Linked DNA regions of Mus musculus: region 2 is linked to region 1. A link is a contact called in public Hi-C data. All regions are on one chromosome and are shown on one strand. The core of a region is the stretch at or near the end of the contact, and the rest is flanking DNA. Distances in the headings are between cores, read along the strand shown. Region 1 overlaps Nfia (nuclear factor I/A). Region 2 has its middle 63 kb from the start of Gm34784.

Region 1 (3,560 bases), core at 260-2,759:
CGGTTGCCATTTCCTTGACTAGAGCATATAGGGTCCTGACATGATTCCTCTGAGAGGAAGATGGGGAAGAAAAACAAGACAGTGAGCAATGGATTCAATTAGTTACAGTATAATTCTAGCAAGATGAGAAAGATCAGACACAAGGCAACTACTTCCGGGTGGCTAGTAAGTTCAGGCAGGCACAGAACAAGATGCTCTGAAGACACCTGGGCAAATAAACCACAATAAATGGGCAGCTCACAGGCAAAGTATTTAAACAGTGCTGGGATGTGCAGGCAGGAAGACAACTGTACTTCTTCATACACACGAAGTCTTATACAGACCCATTTCTCTAATGAAGCCCTCACTACAGGGCAACCAGAGATTAACCCTATGGTTACTGGAAGCTTTGAAACCTGTATAGGGATTTTCTTTCTACAACTTCTCAAATGAATTAAGATTCTTTGCTAAACAGAAACCAGAATGCAGATCTAGTACACTTGTGAAAAGCTGATTATTTGAGCTGGACAAAATATAAATTCCAAGTATTTCTTTCAAAATATATTAATCCAAAGCAGGCAGTTTGTAGTAAATACAAAAGCCAATGCATGGGGATTTAGGTTGTTTGTTTCTTTGAGCAATTTCAGAACTTCTTTGTGCAAATAAATGATTAGGTAATCAGGGTTATAAGATTCCAATCGTTAAAATTAATGTTCAAGACACAGAGGCAACTATTTCTCACATCTGAGTAGACCAGTATGTTAAGTAGAACTCTCTGCAGTGCAAACAGTTTTTAAAGAAACGTGAGTTTCTATTAAAAAACAAAACAAAAAAACCATATTTTTCTAGTTGAAAACTAGAAATGTGGTTGGGCTTAAGGGTGTTGCTCAGGAGTAGTAGGCTTGCCCAGAATTCTGTGGTGGGCACACCACCACCACTACTACCACCACCACCACAGTAATAATTAATAATAATAATAATAATAATAATGTGGCTAATTAATAAAGCTGGTAAGTGATTAGCAGAACCCACACTCTTAATCTTACTACTCTGGAAGACAAGAAGGCTTTTCTGTCATGAGCCTGTAGTCTCATTGCTTAAGAAAGATCAGCTCTTATGGCCAGTGATTCCCCTGCCTCAGCTGAGCTAATCTGTCACAGACACATCTTTAATTTTCCTTTTATTTCTCTGTAAGATACACAAAGCTGTTAGCGGTTTATTCCTCTGAAACCTGGGGATTCGTGTAAATAACTTTTAACATGGTATCTCAGAGAACAATTTACAGAGCACTGTGGCATAATGTAATTCAAAGTTGTGCTTGATTTAAAATGTTTAAAGTCCAACCACAGTGTCAGCGTGACCAGAGAAATCTCTTACAGAGTTTCACCCTCGGCTGGGTTAAGAGACAGTGGGTATTAATCCTATGGCTTCTTCACCAAGCTTCCTTTTTGTGGTCAGCAGAGAGGCTATGTGGTTGGTCTGAAGGAGTCCAAAGTCTTTTTTCTGTGTTAAAACAAGGGAAAGTGGGCCGCTGACAGAGTGAAAGAAAAACCACAGCCGGCCCACTCTGCTGCAGCGTTCCCCTTAAATGTGGCCTCAAGCTATTCTGCTTTCCAAAAAAAGGTTTAATTTAAACCATACACAGGGCTGTGGGCTGCCACGTTTCCAAACTCAACATTCCTCTCAAATCTGTGCTCTTCAGAACCAGAGTCCATTCTACTCAGACATGCTTTAATAAATAAAATATCACTGCCCAGCCATTACTTAATTTGATAATAATATGCCCTTTCCCCTGCCTCTATTGGCAGTATTCTAAGTGCTTATTCAAGTGTCTTGGATGGCTGTAAACATCACCTGTAAAATCCAGTTGTGTTCTCTTTTGGGAAGCAGAGGAAAGGCAAGAAAGGACAACAATGTGAGGGAACGTAGGGATATTTATTAGCAAGTCGCCCAGAGCCCATGAAAACCACCATGATGCAAAGCAACTATGTGAGTCTCAACGAGCTTAGTGCATTTATTTTATTTTTTAAAGAAAACCAAAACAATCTCGTTTGCCTATTCCTTTGACATCAGAATCTAGTCTATCTTTCCAAATACCACCAGGAGAGATACCAGTCACCAGCGCTGAAAGCCACACAAGCCACATGCCCAAGACAAGTCCCAGCGGGATCAGTGTGGCTGATCACCAGGCTGACCATGGTGAACGGGGTGAATGCTCCCCAGTTGGGGAGCTTTAAATTTTTGCCTCCGTGTATTCACTTGTACGTTCATTAAGAACTGCAGCCCCAGCAGGCAGCCCAGCCCAGGGTTTTCTATGTGAGCTACCGTGCTCTATTATACATGACACTTGTCAATTAAAGAGGAAACCCTTTTAAAGCAAACTGAAGTTAAGCTGGTACTTTCTTCAACATCTGATTTACCGCTGCTGTTATCGTCCAAAGGGAAGTTTGTTTTAGAACAATGATAGCAGCCGTAATCCCCCCATTTTAGTAGTGAGGGATTTAAACACATTCAAGGCACTGGGGACCGGTCAAAAGGCTCCTTTCAGCAGAACTATGTATTTTCAGTGGCAAAAAGGACGGTCTCATGATGGGATAACTGCCAACAGTGGACAATGTTTTAGCCTAACGGTTAAGAGAATATCATTTTAAACTACCTGGTATAATACAAACGTGGCACAATAGATCAATGCAATGAATCCTCTGTAGTCCCTAAAACGCTCTCCCAAATAATGGAATCCATTAATAATGATTATAGTTTCAGAGCTTTTGCCACAAAAGTAATGCCCAGTGCTACATCTCGACGGTCTCTAATAAATACATACAAGTCCTGCAAAAGGAGCAAAATCATAACAGAGCAGCTGAGTAGAGATTCCATTGAGCACGAAATTTAAAAGCCTACAGGTTAGCTCTATTCAAATCTGATCTTTTTTTTTTCTGGCCAAAGGCATGGTTTTTATTTGTAAAATGGGACTTGGACCAGGTGACATCTCAGAATCTTTCCAGCTCTGGTTCCTCGGGGGCTTAAAGTTTTTGCTAATGTTATGATTCATAATGAAGTTACTTTAATTTTAGTTATAATTATTCAATTTATTCACTTATTATTTATTTATTGTGTATGTGTTTTATGTGTCTTCATGTGCAGACAGGCAGGCCATAGCAAATGTGTGGCAGTTGGAGGATTTTAAGGAAATCTATTTTAAGGAACTTTAAAGAATCTATTCTTTCCTTCCACCATGTAGGACCAGAGGGTTGAACTAGGGTCATTAGGCTTGGCAGCAAGTGCCTATCTCTGCCGATCCATCTTGCCAGTCCAACAGTCACATTCATACTTTTACTAGCATGAAATAACAGAGGATGGCAGCATGGTCCATGAGATTTCTGCAATGAAACTTTGAGACTGGTCTGAGGGAAGAAAACTTTAGAGAAACAGTCATGTCATTATATTAGATCTAGGTCTTAGCATGTTTTCAGAAACATGGAAAGCAATACATCTGGGACCTTTGATGGCAAATAAGAAAGTACCACAATAGAACCTCCTGGAAACATGGGTAACTCAGCAAATATGGGAAGTCTTCATGA
Region 2 (3,820 bases), core at 98-2,597, 340 kb before region 1:
TCTGTGCCTCTGTACTTGTTCCAAGAACAGAGTAAACAGCCGTGAGACTTCTTCCATGCTTTGGGGTTATGGAAGACTCTGGATGTTTGTACTAATGTGAAAGTGAGGACATCCATAATGGGTGAAGCTAAACTTTTCACCTACCCAGTAAAAGTAGATTTGAGTTAGAAATGATGCGTGATATACAGAAACAAGAGAAATATAATATTGCTTTGAAATTTTAGACTGGGATCCATATTCACTACAGGATTTATTGAATTTGACAGTCACCCCAAATACTTTTGAAATAAAATTATGTACAAACAGAAGAAAGCTGTGACTGAGGATAAGCATGTGGGTTTCAGGGCAGTTGGGTCCATGTTCTCTAGAACTGGGTGCTGCTTCTGTCTGATTGGAACAGTCAGAGGTGTGCTTGCCCAGAGATAAAGGCTTTGGTTAACTTTCCTTAGTCATCAAAGTGACGTTTTGGCTACATTCCACCCTAGTGCTTTGTTATATTTCTCAGTGGGATCAGAACTTCTGTTTCAGAAGGGGTTGATGTTGTTGATCCTGCTCAGTTAAACCAAGACTGCATCCACAGGGCTCATCAGAGCATCTCTAGACAATGGAAACAGAAATCCAAGGACAGGGAAGGAGAGGTGATGGGGAAGCAGCTAACATATGTGAGATCTTTCAGCTCAGGGAAGGTCTGCGTGTGCCACGAGGTGGGCAAGGGCTGACGACAGAACAGACTGAAGGGAACAATTCTTGAAGGGACTTGATCCCAACCCCACTGCTAAGGGAAGATTCAGACAAAGTATTTAGTGAGCACCTGAAGGCTAATTGGTAGTAAGTGATCTCAAAGCAGGAGTTTTATAGGACTATTGGGGAAGATAGTCTAACACGCAGTAAGTCTATAGTCTAATACTGTTTAATGAAAGGTCAACTTTTCTTCCTTCTCCGGAAACCACACTTTCCTTAAGGGTTTCCACTGAAATTCTTTCCAATTTTACCCTTCTTATTTATTGATCCAGAAGCCTTGTGGAGAAGGTTAAAGACAGATATGTTTAAAAGAATTAAGGGAAGAGATCCTACTGACCCAATCAAATCTTAATGGGGGGTCAAAAGGCCTCCGGGATGCCAGGCTTTGAAGATGTCCACAAATCAGTTTAAAGGGAGAGAGGCGTGGAGGTGTCTCACTGTTCCTAGTAGACTCCACTTTCCTGAAGGGGCAGAAAAGCATGAGTTCAGCACAATTGGTATACTAGAGAAGTGTTTCCTAATGATATTTGTACACATTCTTGTTGCAGCGTGGTTAACAAGGGCCAGATCGGTTGTGGTTGAGTTATAACTTGCCATTTTGTGGGTTACATATTTGTAAATAGGCCAGCTTGTGGTCTTAATTGGGGTCACTGTGGGAGGGGTTTGGGGTGGTGCAACAAGGTCACTCAATTTCCCTTCTGCGGTTCTTCATTAGTCATTTTGTGAGGAAGTGCAGTGAGCGTGAAGAGGCCGCAGAACACAGTCTCTCTGGGAGAAGCCGTGGCTTCCAGAGCATGCAGGGCTGGAGATGATTCCATGTGTCAGAACCGATTTTCCTCAAACTTGAAGGAGTTTTCCTCCTTTCTCAGAAGGAGGGAGTTGGTATACCAGAAGGAGGGAAGAGATCCAGCTAGCAATCCCATGTTTGGCTGCTTTCATCGCTTTCCTATTTATGTTTTTGTGATTTTGGATAAGTTCTTGCTAAAACTTGAGTGTTCATCCCGTATTACTACTGGGAACTAGAGTAATGGTATTTAGTTGAAAACATTAAAAAATAATGGTGTCATAGGCTCCTCTTGCCGTGAATGTAGTAATGCCATTGTCTTGGGAGTGATGTCTCCCACAAGCTTGGGTTTGGATCCATCTTTCTTGCTCTCCCTGCTTTTCACTGTGATGGCACAAGGTGACTTCCGCAAGCTGCTTGCACCCTCATGTTGGGTGTCAGAAAGCACTGTGTTCAGAATGGTAAGAAATTCACTTCTCTTCTATACAAATAACCTAGCCTGTGTCATTTTGTTAGAACAACACAAAATGGACCAAGGCAACTCCTTAGCCTTTCTGCTGTCTTGTTTCTCATCTGCAAAATGGGCTAAGAAAATTCCAACCCAGGGCTGCTTGTGTGAAGAATGGCTGTGTCCATCAGGCACCTCCAAATGCTAGCAAAGCAAGTGTTTTTCTCCTAGATATACTCCAGGCAGTCCAGAGTGATTTGTCAAATGGAGGCAGGAGGAAATGGACACTTCAGAAAATGCTTTAGTTTTGAAAATGCAAGATTAGGCAAGTAGGGAAATCAGAGGGATTTTGTAGAACAAAAGCAAAAGTCATATTTACCACTCCATGCTGCATACTCTGGGGAGTTATGGGGCATCTTCCATCGAGGTACCCGACTCAGCTGGAGAGACAAACACCTGTGTCCAAGAAGCTACAAGAAGTTAATAATCATAACCTGCATTAAGCTTATATCCACAGATACTTGGCAGGTAAATTAAGAAAGTGTGTCTGAAAGGAATGGTGGACTGTTGTGGATTCAAGGGTTTCATAAGGTTTTCCATATAGCTCCCGTGAAGGGAGTCATATGAAACTGGGTAGAATCTCAGCCAATAGAAAGAAAATGTAATTCATGAAAAATTTGAATGACAATCATTGAAAAACTTTCCCAAAGTTTGTGAAGCAAATGGAGGTTCACTAAAACATCTAATACTTGAGGGGCTGAGAGGTGATTCAATTTCAAGGGCACTGGTTGGGCTTCAGGAGACTGATGCTGGAGTCTCAGCACCCACATGGAGGCTCACAAATCTCTGTAATTCCAGTCCTAGGGGATCTGGTGCGCTGTTTTAGGCTTTTGTGGGTACCAGGCACACATGTAGTATACAGACAGATAGATATGTAGACAAAACACCCATATGTATACAAAAAGAAATTTTAAAATATTCCTAGTGATGGCAGAAGTGTGCATGACTTCTGACCCAGAATCTAGCCCTTGACTCTCCATGTCATTTTCTGTTACAGAATCTGCTGTCCAGGCACAAGAAGCTGCCCCTCTCTCCTGTCCCCAGTTTGTAGCTACCATTTCACCTGGGATGGGGTAGGCTACCATTTCCTATTTTCCACAGCCCTACAATACAGAAGCAGACTTTTAGGCATGCTTGCTCAAAAGGATTGAGTCTGAATTTTCCAGGCCTACCTTGAACTCCTAAGAAGAAGCTACTCTGAGGGCTGAGAACACTAGTGCCCTGGTGCCCCCTCACTATCTTGCCATGTGCCAGGAGGGCTGAAGAAAGAAGATCAGCCTTATCTCTAACCTTATCCCTAGCTCTCACCCTAACCGTACCCTGCCCATACTCTGGGAGGCCAAGGAAAGAAGACCAGCGTGACCCCCATGGCTCTCAGCAGTGAACAGAGAACACAGAGAGAGACAGTTGACTTGCATCCAGCTCTGGTGCCATGGCAAAGGGTTTTAGCAGAGAAAAAAAGGAAGGTTTGCAGATCTCCCCAAATCTTTCTGAGGGGACTTATTTAATTTAGGGTAGATAATTCTACATAGGAGCCAATGAAAATCCAACACAGAATGCAATGGAGACAAATGAAAAGAGGCTGGTAGCTCCATACTACAAGAAAAATCACGGAGCAGATGTTTGGTAAGAAGAATCTGTGAAAGAGACAACCAAGAAAGGTGCTTTCTGGGATCATAGTCAGTTCCAATGTCCTGGAAAATGCACATTGTTTAGGTGATGATATTGTAAGGATTTCATGAATATCACTCTATCATGTATAGGATACACTACCTCATAGTAGACAT

Evidence for each region. A called contact is a pair of places that touch in the nucleus more often than the background predicts.
Region 2: a contact with region 1 is called in a Hi-C map of the MNK3 cell line, with 3 times the contacts expected there. The contact joins two enhancer-like sites. A contact is called at or near these places in 3 of 484 Hi-C or Micro-C datasets (the MNK3 cell line, granulocyte-monocyte progenitors and palatal mesenchyme) and 1 of 115 datasets of contacts at active chromatin or transcription factors (bone marrow-derived macrophages).

The regions. Positions count from the first base shown.
Region 1 is chr4:97,843,055-97,846,614 of GRCm38.p6, reverse strand. All of the region lies in intron 2 of Nfia (nuclear factor I/A), which reads right to left. Gm19417 (a long non-coding RNA gene) reads left to right here. Exons shown (of 2, transcript XR_376437.4): 2 at 1-3,560. Among named protein-coding and RNA genes, the nearest start is that of Gm19417, 24 kb to the left of the region's middle. Within about 2 kb of position 1,509, at least 58 of the 459 cell types and tissues checked have an H3K27ac peak or open chromatin away from gene starts, as enhancers often do. A contact at or near this core is called in the MNK3 cell line, where this site is marked.
Region 2 is chr4:98,186,733-98,190,552 of GRCm38.p6, reverse strand. It overlaps the pseudogene Gm12691. Among named protein-coding and RNA genes, the nearest start is that of Gm34784, 63 kb to the right of the region's middle. Within about 2 kb of position 1,347, at least 32 of the 459 cell types and tissues checked have an H3K27ac peak or open chromatin away from gene starts, as enhancers often do. A contact at or near this core is called in the MNK3 cell line, where this site is marked.